Linked DNA regions of Mus musculus: region 1 is linked to region 2. A link is a contact called in public promoter capture Hi-C data. All regions are on one chromosome and are shown on one strand. The core of a region is the stretch at or near the end of the contact, and the rest is flanking DNA. Distances in the headings are between cores, read along the strand shown.

Evidence for each region. Capture Hi-C pulls out chosen DNA fragments and counts their contacts.
Region 1: a promoter capture Hi-C map of liver shows a contact between it and region 2. The contact joins the promoter of Irf7 here to the promoter of B4galnt4 in region 2. A contact is called at or near these places in 2 of 115 datasets of contacts at active chromatin or transcription factors (effector CD8 T cells and embryonic stem cells) and 3 of 9 other capture datasets (adipose tissue, liver and pancreatic islet).

The regions. Positions count from the first base shown.
Region 1 is chr7:141,263,435-141,269,186 of GRCm38.p6, forward strand. Irf7 (interferon regulatory factor 7) reads right to left here and starts at 2,990. Exons shown (of 10, transcript NM_016850.3): 1 at 2,956-2,990; 2 at 2,189-2,610; 3 at 1,943-2,105; 4 at 1,641-1,857; 5 at 1,291-1,349; 6 at 1,059-1,221; 7 at 789-881; 8 at 225-614; 9 at 22-140. The coding sequence starts at 2,202. It overlaps Cdhr5 (cadherin-related family member 5), which reads right to left. Exons shown (of 15, transcript NM_001114322.1): 15 at 5,651-5,752. The coding sequence ends at 5,716.
Region 2 is chr7:141,057,531-141,063,584 of GRCm38.p6, forward strand. It overlaps B4galnt4 (beta-1,4-N-acetyl-galactosaminyl transferase 4), which reads left to right and starts at 3,448. Exons shown (of 20, transcript NM_177897.4): 1 at 3,448-3,894. The coding sequence starts at 3,744. It overlaps Gm39114 (a long non-coding RNA gene), which reads right to left and starts at 3,509. Exons shown (of 2, transcript XR_881000.2): 1 at 3,268-3,509; 2 at 922-1,474.

The DNA of each region.
Region 1 (5,752 bases), core at 1,740-4,239, 210 kb after region 2:
CTTGGCCCACCCAGGCTCTACCTTCACCAGGATCAGGGTCTTCTCCTTGGGCCTCCCTGCTGACAAGTCTTGCCCAAAACCCAGGTAGATGGTGTAGTGTGGTGACCCTTGCCGCCTCCGAGCCCGAAACTCCTCCAGTTCTGTTAAGGAGATAGCTCTGGTGAGCAGGTTAAGAAAGGCTCCAGGCCCCAGAGGACAGCACCCCAGCCAGACACCTTACTGACCTCGGAAGAAAGTGCTGAAGTCGAAGATGGGGGTGTGGCGGTTGCGCTCCAGCAGCTGGGGTGGGGTGGAGGGGCCGGTAGTGCCCATAGGGCTGCCTACCTCCCAGTACACCTTGCACTTGCCCATACGCAGGGCCCACAGTGACGGTCCTCGAAGCTCCAGCTGAAGGCCGGGAGACACATGCTGGAGAAGCGTCTCTGTGTAGTGCAGCTGCTTCTGATCTGGGAGCTCAGCAGGACTGGGAAAGATCACCGGCTGGGGCTCTGAAGTTCTTACTGCTGGGGCCATGGGGCTGTACAGGAACACGCATCTGGGGTGCCCCACCACTGCCTGTAGCACTGTGCGGCCCTTGTACATGATGGTCACATCCAGGAACCCAAGGCTGCGCTCTGTGTATAGACCATGCTGTGAGTGGTAGGTTTGGGTGGAGCATTTTGTCCCATGCCCCCTGCCAAGGACCCATTCACCTCCTACTGAGATGCAGGTGTGAAGGAGCAGTAGGGCAGAATTCTGCCCGGGAGGCTAGGAAAAGCTGTGCTAGCGCCTCCGCTCTAGATCCTCACCGGTGAGAGCTGGCTGTTGAGGCCTGGGACTGGGGACAGCTTCCACCTGCCATGCTGCATAGGGTTCCTCGTAAACACGGTCTTGCTCCTGGCCTGAGGGCAAATTGGAGCTGCCTGTCCATCTTAGCCCAGCTTCCCACCCCTGTCATTTTAACATCCTTATCTTTCCTCCTCCCAGCAAGGACTCTGTTGTCCTCCCTCTCATACAGCCTTGGGCAGATGGGTGTTCTCTAGCTTAGCCCCAGCTCTGTAACAGTAACTGCCTCTCACCAGGAGCCTGTGGTGGGACGGGGTCTGCCCCAGACTCGGATTCCAGTATGTGGCTGTACTGCAGAACCTGAAGCAAGAGGTCCCCGGCATCACTAGAAAGCAGAGGGCTTGGGGTTTGGAGCCCAGCATTTTCTCTTGCCAGAAATGATCCTGGGGACACACCCTGTAATAGACAGCATAGTGGTAGGCACCTGCCGATCCCCCACACCTAGGAAGGATGGACCAGATGTACCTGTGTGGGCAGAGCATTGCTGAGGCTCACTTCTTCCCTATTTTCCGTGGCTGGGCCCACTGAGGGAGAGGAGTGGGGAGGGGAGATTTGGTTACGATGCCCAAGCAGTTCCAAAAGTTCTCTATTTCTCATACCCTCTGTTCCCAAACCACCAGGTACCTCACTCAGCCCAAGGCTCTGACTTAGCAGGAAGTGTGCACTCCCCCTCCACCCCGACACACACACACTTTGGAAGGAGAGGAACTGAATCTACAACTAGTTTCAAAAACCACAAATCAAACCATTGAAACCACCAAAATGACAGAGGCCATGTACCTCCCTGGCCCATCCCTGTTTGTGGCACTGCTCACCAGTAGATCCAAGCTCCCGGCTAAGTTCGTACACCTTATGCGGATCAACTGGATCCCCTGAATTGTCTTGGCGCAAGATAAAACGCCCTGTGCTGTGGAGTGCACAGCGGAAGTTGGTCTTCCAGCCTCTTCGCTCTCTTCGCTCAGCAGCCTCAGCCTCTGGGGGTGGCAGGTTAACTCCACTAGGTGGCCACCTCCCTCGGGCCACAGCCCAGGCCTGAAGGAGAGGAGAGAGCATGGGTTGAGGCTGGATTCCCCCAGGAGTTCTGGCAGATTATAAAGAGGGCAGGACTGGGTACCACCTTGAAGATCTGTGCATCTTCTTCATCCAGATCCCTACGACCGAAATGCTTCCAGGGTACGCGGAAGACTGTGCGAGCCTCGTTCAGCCACTGCAGCCCCTCGTACTGGCCGCTGCTGACCTCCCCCAATAGCCAGTCTCCAAACAGCACTCGCTGGACCCCCCTGCAGGCAGAGCAGCCACGCTGGGGTTAGGGCTAATGTAAGGGACACAGGACCCAATACAACCAGGGTAGACATGTTCTCACCTCACTTCAGCCATTGCTCCGTCTACACAGGCAGTCTGGGAGAATCAAAGTAGATGCTACTACTCTGTGATGCCTTGTAGTCACTGGAGCAGTCAGCTATTGCAAATAAGGCCCCTTGGGTGCCTCTATGGTTTTAGGTTGTAGCCACAGATAGTGTGACCAAGTTTCACAAATGTGTTTTAAACGTTACAAGTGTTGGTAACAGGTAGGAATTTCAGTTTCACAAGTGTGACCCAGGTATTAGGGTGTTGAGGGTCACAGATGAGGTTTGAGAACTTGTGGTCACCTAGGTTCAGAACTCAGTGTAGATTCCTCTGCCAAGGTGGCTGTAGATGTGACTACAGATGTAGCGGGAGCGCACACGTGATGTCACAGGTGTTAATCCAGCGTCCGAGCCTGGATGGGCTGTCACAGGCTGGACCCTGCGAAGACACAAAAGGGGCGGGCCCAGACGAGTAAAACGAAACTGCATCTCAGGAAAATGAAACCTAAACAGTCTAAACAGCGCCCGGTAGCTGCTGGCTTCCCGCTGTCTCCACTGTCTCCATGCCTACCAGTGCAGTCCTCAAACTACACCCGACCCTTACTCAGATCCCAATCCCTGCAGACCCAATTGCAAATCCTGCCGGGACGTCTGCCCTCCTGTTTCCCCCGAGCTTCTCTTCACTGCCCTTCACTGATCACTCACTACTCTGTAGAGGGGACAAGAATTTCCCCTGTGGCACTAGCTCACCTCCCTCCCCGAGTGGCCCAAGAGTCCCACATACCTGGTACCGGAGCCGCCGGGACGGGTTTTATCTCAGTGAAAAGGAGGGTGCCAGTGCTTTTATAGTACTTCGGGCAGAGGCGGGGCAGAGCCCAGGCAGGGTGTGGCTTAAGGGCTCCAGACGTCACTAGGGTGTCACTAGTTTGTAGCACTCAATTGCAAATCCTTCCCTCCTGTTCCCCCCCCACCCCCCAGCTTCTCTTCACTGCCCTTCACTGATCACTCTCTCAGATTCAGTCTTCCAGGCTCTTTGTAGATTCAATGAGAGAGGCTGACCCTGCTTTGGACAGAACAGCCATGTCTTGGAGGACAGTAAGAATAGTAAGTAGGTGGAGGTCTATCTGCCAGGCTCAGCCCCTGGTGGAAGTGTGGGAAAGGTCTTTCCCCAGGACCTCTTCAGGAAAGCACATTGGGACAAGGCAGGGATACCCACAACAGTCAGTAGGTTTTGTTTGTTTATTTGTTTTGTTTAGCTGGCTGAAAAAAATCTTAGAAAGTGGAGTCTAAAGAGAGACTATGGTACAATTTGGCTTAACACTGAGAATGGTACAGATAAGAATATACCATCTGGGGGCTGGTGAGATGGCTCAGCAGGTCAGAGCACGACTGCACTTCTGAAGGTCCTGAGTTCAAATCCCAGCAACCACAAGGTGGCTCACAACCATCCGTAACAAGATCTGACTCCTTCTTCTGGTGTGTCTGAAGACAGCTACAGTGTACTTACATATAATAAATAAATAAATCTGAAAAAAAAAGTAAACTGGGCATGGTGGTGCACGCCTTTAATCCCAGCACTTGGGAGGCAGAGGCAGGCAGATTTCTGAGTTCGAGGCCAGCCTGGTCTACAAAGTGAATTCCAGGACAGCCAGGGCTACACAGAGAAACCCTGTCTCAAAAAACAAACAAACAAAAAACAACAACAACAACAACAAAAGTATACCATCTGGGAAGAATATACCATCTGGACAGAGGTTGAAGCAGAAGGATTGAGGCCAACCTGTGTTATAGAGTAAGACCCTGGAAGCTGAAGAGGCAGCTCAATAGTTAAGAGCCCTGGCTGCTCTTCCAGAAGTCCTCAGTTCAATTCCCAGCAACCATACGGTGGCTCACAACCATTTTTAATGGGACCTGATGCCCTCTTCTGGCACACAACTAAATATATATAATATATCTCCACAGTCAAGGGTTGTGTCCATCCTTCTTCAGAGAATCTTTTGTTTTGTTTTGTTTTGTTTTTGTTTTTTGAGACAGGGTTTCTCTGTGTAGCCCTGGCTGTCCTGGAACTCACTCTGTAGACCAGGCTGGCCTCAAACTCAGAAATCCACGTGCCTCTGCCTCCCAAGTGCTGGGGTTAAAGGCGTGCGCCACCCACCATACCTGGCCAAAGAAGCTTCTTATTGCAGTGGGTAGACCTTTAGGGAAGGGGGTGTCCTTTATTCAGTGATTAAATTGTCCTTGTTCCAGCTGGGTCAAGAAGCTAGAACTAAGAAATAGCTTAGTGGTTAGGGGCACGAACTGCTCTTCCTAGACAACAGGGGTTCAAATCCAGCACCCACATGGCAGCTCACAACTGTAACTCCAAAATTTGACACTGTCACATAGACATGCATGTAGATCATACACTGATACACATAAAAGTAAAAATTTAAAAACACCAAAACCAAACAAAACATTTAAATAGAAACTAGTTAAACTCAGAGGGATACTGAGAAGACGGAAAAGGAGGAAGGGGACTTGTTAAGAAGGCTTCCAACAAGGGGGAAAGAAAATGACAAGGGAGACTGGGGCATGGAAATCACCAGCCGAAATGAAAGTCAAAAGATACATTGTATGTATAAATGCATAAAACTGGATATTTAAAAGTATTCAGGGCTGGAGAGATGGCTCAGTGGTCAAGAGCACTGACTGCTTCACCAGAGGTCCTGAGTTCAATTCCCAGCAACCACATGGTGGCTCACAACCACCTGTAATGGGATCTAATGCCCTCTTCTGGTGTGGCTGAAGACAGTTATAGTGTACTTATATAGATAAGATAAATAAATAAGTCTTTTTAAAAAAAATAAAAGCATTCAAATACTTTGGAAAGGAGTTCAGGGTCACTTTTCATTAGAAAGCATGCCATGACTGCTGTTCAGGAAGAAGGCCAGATTGCGGGGTGCACACTGTGTGTAACTACCGTAGCCCTGGTTTTCCTCCATTCACTTACATGACCTGTAGCTTCCTATTTCTCATGTCTAAGCTTCCTGTGTGGGGCAGAGTGCCCTGTTCATTGCCAAAGCAGCCTTCCTTTTTCTTTTTCCTCAGAAAGGCTCTCTTTACATTAGGTTTGCCTTCCCTGGAACTCACTGTGGAGACTAGGTTAACCTCAAACTCAGAAAGACCTGCCTGCCTCTGCCTCACACATGCAGGGATTATGTGAGCTACCACTCTCAGCCAGATCTTTGAAATGGGCTGTGACCCTCATGAGGGTCCCAAACACCACGTCTCCCAAATGAACGTGCGTGTGGAGTGGACGGTTCTGGCTCCTTCCCCTCCCTCACGTGAAGCTGTCCATCTTGGGCAAGGAGCTGGAGCTCTCTAGCTTTCCTCTTAGCTACAGTGGGAACTTGCTTGTGGTTAGCCACCCGGAAGCCCGCAGCTGGGCGCTCACACCCATGGCACTCGTTCCCACACACCCGCCTTAAGACTCTGGAATTCGAAAGTGCTACTTTAATTAGACGAGGAAAGGGAAGTGGCTTGGGGTAGAGAGTCGGGCGCTGAGCTAGATGTAAGTGTTGTCAGCATCCACGCCAAAGCGG
Region 2 (6,054 bases), core at 2,198-4,697:
ATGCCACTGCCTAAATGGCAGTTTATGGACTCAGCAGAGGATCTATTCCACACAGCATAAGTCTCTCCAGTGAACTCACTCTCTGGCCATGTTCCCATTGAACAGGAAAATGGCTCCTAAAAGCTGTTTTGGGGCCAGCAGAGTGGCCACACTGTGAGGCTGGGATGTACCCACAATATGCTTGATGCTCTGGACCAGTGCCACCCTACAGCCTCTCTCCATGGACAGCATCCAGGAGTCCAGGGGTCAGGAGAGGAAATAGCATAATTTTGTTTCATGTCCCTACAATTTTGGGCTCTACTGGTTTAGTGATCTCAGATCCCAAGGGACCAACCAATGCATCCTGGTTCATCCAAGACTCTCATGGGGACACAGCTACAAGAACCTGGTCCTTGGAGCGAGCACCTTCAGTCCTAGACAAATACGAGAAGGTTCTACCAGGGGACACATCATATAAAAGGCTGTTATAGCAGGAGATCTACAGAGAGAATGGTCTCTGTGCTGCTCAGGATGCTAGTCCCCTCAAGGAGAGATCAAGGCTATGGTGTAGTGACTCAGAAAGGCAGAGATTCCTTGAGGGTGTTTCTTAGCGCCTCTAAGTTCCATGGAAAACAACTACAAGAATTCAGATCCATCTTGTACAAACAAAACTGCTAATACCATAGACTGTTTTTTTAGGAATCCAGGCTTAGGCTTTCCCCACACCAGTCAAAGAACCTCAGCCTTTTCTGAGTCCAAAGATATTAGAATGTCCCATCAAAAGGGTAGATGTTGGGGCTAAAGAGATGGCTCAACACTTAAGAGCACTGACTGCTCTTCCAGAGGACCTGGGTTCAACTCCCAGCACCCACATGGCCGCTCGCAACTATCTGTAACACCAAGATCCAACACCCTCACACAGACATACATTCAGGCAAAACATCAATGCACATAAAATAAAAATAAATATTGAAAAAAGAAAGGTAGTCACCAATGCCATTACAACTCCATGACTGAATGGCAAGTGCTTTCCCTTCCCCTCCGATAATCAATTCCTTTGCCTCCTTTTTCCTTCCCCTGCTTCCCTCCCATCTAACACAACCCAGAATTGCATTGGCTAATGTTTCTATGTTCTCATCATTTAGCTCTTGAACATGTTCAAGGAGTGTGACTCAGCTGCAAGAATGACTAGCCTCCAAAGGTGAATGTGAAATTCTGACCCGGTTTCTCGGGAGATGCAGCCTGTTTTGGTTAGAGAGTTTAACCATGGCTCTGCTTTGGTTAAACATAGTTGCAGGAGGCAAAGAGATGACTCAGCAGTTAAAAGCGCTGCAGATGACTCAGGTTGAGTTCCCAGCACCAGCACGGCGGTTTAAAAGCAGTTCCAGGAGATGCAACACCATTTTCTGGCCTCTGTAGGCACTGGGCACACAGGTGGTAGACCAGACACGCATGCAGACAAGACATCCATATACATAAAACAATGAATTAAAATCTGTAAAAAAAAAAAAAAAAAAAGACAAATACAGTTGGGTTTTTGTTTGTTTGAAGTGCATACGTTCATCAATAGATCCTGTTGTCGTGCTGTCTGCTTGGTTAGACTGAAACATTTCCTTCTGTGGTTGGGGTGAGATGTGGTCTCGGCCAGATGTGTTAGCAAGGGGAACCGCTGTCTAGCTGATCACGGTTTGCTGACTCCTCAGTTGTTCTGCCTTACCCTACTTGCTTTACCGACTCTAGATGAAGAGAGGAGAGTCTTGGGCTTGGGTCGCCTACAGGGCCCTGAACTCTTCCCTGCTAGTGCACTTCTCTGCCCAAACGCTTTGCTTGCTTCCCAACATTTGCTTTCTTAAACAAAACAAAACAAAACAAAACAAAACAAAACAAAACAAAAAATGCTATTTGTCGGGCAGTGGTGGCTCATGCCTTTAATCCCAGCACTTGGGAGGCAGAGGCAGGTGGATTTCTGAGTTCAAGGCCAGCCTGGTCTACAGAGTGAGTTCCAGGACCGCCAGGGCTACACAGAGAAACCCTGCCTCAAAAACCAAAACCAAACCAAAACAAAACAAAACAAAAACAAATCAGAACAACAACAAACATTATTTGTTTTCTGCCTCTGTCCAGTAAACATAAGACAGCAGAGACCCTCTCTTTTCTTCTTCTTGTTCTTCTCTATTGCTCCCTCAAGTCTTCCTGTTGTAAAGATGTCTTTTAGCTGGATGACTAGGAAGATGAAAAAGTAGCTACAACAAGCTGGTGTGTGCTGAGACAATGTTCAGGATATAAACAAGTGCAGGCATCAGAAACAAAGTCAGGACAGGAAACCAGCTGATGAGAACAGCAGCTGATGCCTGGAAGAAAGTTAAAACAAAACAAAACAAAACAAAAAAACCCGACAGAAACAATTAAAAAGTTTTTTTTTTAAAGAAAGAAATGTGGCCAATTTGATTTTATGTCCCAAGGATACATAGTGATGGTGGGGTAATGTTAAAAACAAAGGCAAGCCAGGTGTGGTGACACATGCCTTGAATCCCAGCACTCAGGAGGCAGAGGCAAGCAGCGGTCTAAGAGCTCCAGGCCAACTAAGGCTACACAGTGAGACACTGTCTCAAAACAACACAAACTAAACAAAACCAGCAAAGCCACCTTGCAAACAGCACAGTGGTGCATGTGGTATGGGAAGGCTCCCTTGCCTACTGAGCTGGAGGCCACCCCTTAGAACAGACACTGGAAGTTGCCCAGTCATCTCCACTGGGGCACACCCACCCAGGGTGCGAAGGTCTCTAAGAGATTCCATCTCCTTCCAATGGCTTCTTTCTACTTAAGGCCATGGCATCACGGAGGAAGGGAGACTATTTAAATGTCCAGTCCCCATTCCTAACCCACGAGCTCTGCAGGCTCACAGCAGCTTCTGCTACACCAACTGAAGTACCCTGGTCATTAGGCTGGAACCTCAAAGAGAAGCGGCTGGTGGTAAGGTGGGAGAGAGGTGGTAGTCAGGAGGGCTGGGATGCACCAGCTAGAAAGCGAATGGAGTGCACAACTGAAGCTATCTGGATAGAACCACCCTCCACCCACCTGTCCTTCCTTACAGCTAGCCGAGAACATCCCAGCCTCGTTTTAGTCCGACTGAGAGGAAGGCTGAGCTCCTTCTCTGCGTGCTCATTATTCCCAGCGTTTTCCCAGACACGCAGCCGGATTCCCGCAGCACCCCTCGTCCCTGCCATGGCCTCCACAGTAACAACGACCTCTTACATCCCTCTCCCCGACGTCCCTGGTGTCCCTCACCGCAGATTCGGTCCCCACAACCCCCGCATCCCCGGGCGCGCGGCCGGCGAACACCAGGTGAATGCGCGCGTCGTGTGGATCATTGGCACACCCTAACGCGCCACCCCGCCTCCGAGCATCACGGATTGGTTGTACGCGGGCTGGCCGCGGCCGATTGGCTCGGGCACCGCGACCATCGGTCCCGTTTCACGCTGGGTAGCACCGCAGCGTGGATGCTGCTCGGTCCCGCGGCGTCCAGAGGAGCGTGAGCAGCCGGGAGGGGCGGGCGGGGGAGCGCCTCAAGGAGCCGCTCCCGCCGCCCACCCCGACCGCGGCCTGAGCAGCCCGGGAGTAGTGGCCGAATCCCGTAGTCCCCGCAGCGGACAAAGGACCATGCGGTGCTGCAGGCGCTAAGCGCAGCAGGGTGGGCCGGGGGATGTGGGGCGGGGCAGGCGGGGCCGGGGGGCCGCAGCGACGCCCCTGATTGTGGCGCCGCGATGCCGTGGTTCCCGGTGAAGAAGGTCCGCAAGCAGATGAAGCTGCTGCTGCTGTTGCTGCTGCTCACCTGCGCCGCGTGGCTCACGTATGTGCACCGGAGCCTGGTGCGCCCGGGCCGCGCGCTACGCCAGCGGCTGGGCTACGGGCGAGGTACGCGATGGCGCGTAGCGAGAGGGCCCGGACCTCCCAAGGCCTGGGGGTCTGACTGCCCAGAGCCCCTGCTGTCCTGCTCCTCCCAGCTCAGCTATATTGGGGGAGGGGTCGCGGTTCTGTTCGGCGGGACGCCCAGTGACGTCAGCAGTAACGCCAGGGACCCTCGGGGCTCATCCCTACCTTTTCCGACCCTGGAATCTGGCTTAGATCCGGTGGTGATGGAGTTAACGGTGGGCCCTTGGGGGAACCGGTGCCCTCAGCTAAGAGGCTTGTCAGGCCATTGCCTACTTAGCAGGGCCTCGGTTTCCTCATCTTCTGGAAGGTGGGGAGGTAAGGGTGGTGTTGAGGGATCCAGCTGCCTAGAGTGGCCAGAGCAGCTGGAAACCCTGGGTACACCTGTGAGTGAACTGAGATGTCTGTGTGCTAGGGACCAATGCTAACTTGAGTAAATGCTTGCTGTAGTTTGCACGTTTAAGAGTGGTCAGAGGATGTACAAAGCAACTTAGGCCTGTGGGTAAGAATCCGGGGAGAACCTCTGGAGTTGGTGGCCATTGGACCCACACCTTGGGGGAAAACTCTCCAGAGCAGGGTGAACATCAATGACAGCTAGGTAGAGAAAGACCAGGGAATGAGCCTGGAGAAGCCTAACCAAGCCACGTAGAGCTCAGCCCCATCTTTGTGAGGGAAGCTGGTGAGCTGAGGAGGGGAGCAAGTATCTCTCCTCTCAAAGTCTCAGAGCAGTGACACTGGCTCACTATGTTCTGGTCCAGTCCACCTGATGGATCCAGAACTCCCTTTTCAGCCCTGCACCTGTCTCCTGCCTGCAGAGGCCCTCTGCCTCTTCTTATGCCTGGACAACTGTTTCCAGACATCTTCCAGCAGATCCTGGGCCAAGGATCTGAGACAGATCCCAGCCCTCAAGAAAGTCTATGGGTCATCCCAAACCATGTACCTTATTAGCTGTGACGTCTTCAAGATATCCTGCCACAGCTCTATCCCGAAGAGATAAGTCTGGACTCAGAGCTGACCCAGTACCCAATAAAGCCAGCTCCCACCAGCTGCCCTTGTGGGTTCAGCTGACTTCCTGAGCAATTTGTTTCTGTCTGAGACCAACCAGGAAGGAATGAAGACAGGGAACCCCACTGTTGAAGATTGATCACGAGGGCAGCTGGCTCTGACTCCTCCTAGGTGGGTAGGATCTATTCTGGATCCTGGAAGATCAGTCCTGCCCAATGGCACTGCTAGAAGCAGCCTGGGCGGCACAGATGGGGCCCCAGCCACACACTCTCTTCTCTGGGCTGAAGGCCATCTCCTGTCTGGCCACCTGGGACCCACCAGGCACCACAAGGCATGTGAGAAATTGGGTAGCTGCAAGCGCCTGAGACTTTCCTGACAGTGTCGTCAGTCTTCAGAGCTGGCAACGTTCAGCGGGTGTCCAGCAGCCTGTGCGTATAGATACCTCCAAGTGAGGGTGGGGCAGATAACTGTCCCTTTGTGCTGAGGCTTAGCCTGAGCTGAGAGCCCACTACAGAAAGTTCCCAGTATACTCAAAATGCCTGGACTTAGCTTGATGGGCTGTGGGTATCCAGGCCAGGCTCCAGGACGTTGACCAGGAGTCTTGCTTGCTCACTTCCTGGCTTCTCAAGGAAGGATCTAGAATGTGGAGCACCGCCAAAATTTCAAGGGAAGAGACCACACAGGCAGCCCCTCACCTAGAGACAGTTCAGGCTCATCTGGTATCAGCTGTACCTTTCCAGTAGCCTGGCTTCTGAGATCAGCAAGGAGGGACAGATGTGAATGCAAGGTGTGACTTTGAAAAAGGAGGGATTCCTGGATCTAGTGTCTCATTGGGAGCACCAAGAGGGACAGGATTGGGATAGAATGAAACCTCCTGCCTTTGGAGACTCAAGTCCCAAAGAGTGGACACCCAGGAGTGCAGTGGGCATGCTACTTAGGGAGAAGGTCCAAGAAGTGGGACAAAACAAGGTATAGGAGTAGTCTACTCCAAGCTGGAGGAACTGTGGTGGACATGTCTTCACATAGATCTGGAGAGAGAGGAGGCAAACACCCTAGCACGTGGGAAGGACATCAAGGGTGCTAGGCCATCTGCAATTCTTCCCAAGGCAAAGCCATTCTGAGAGGATCACCAGATGGGTG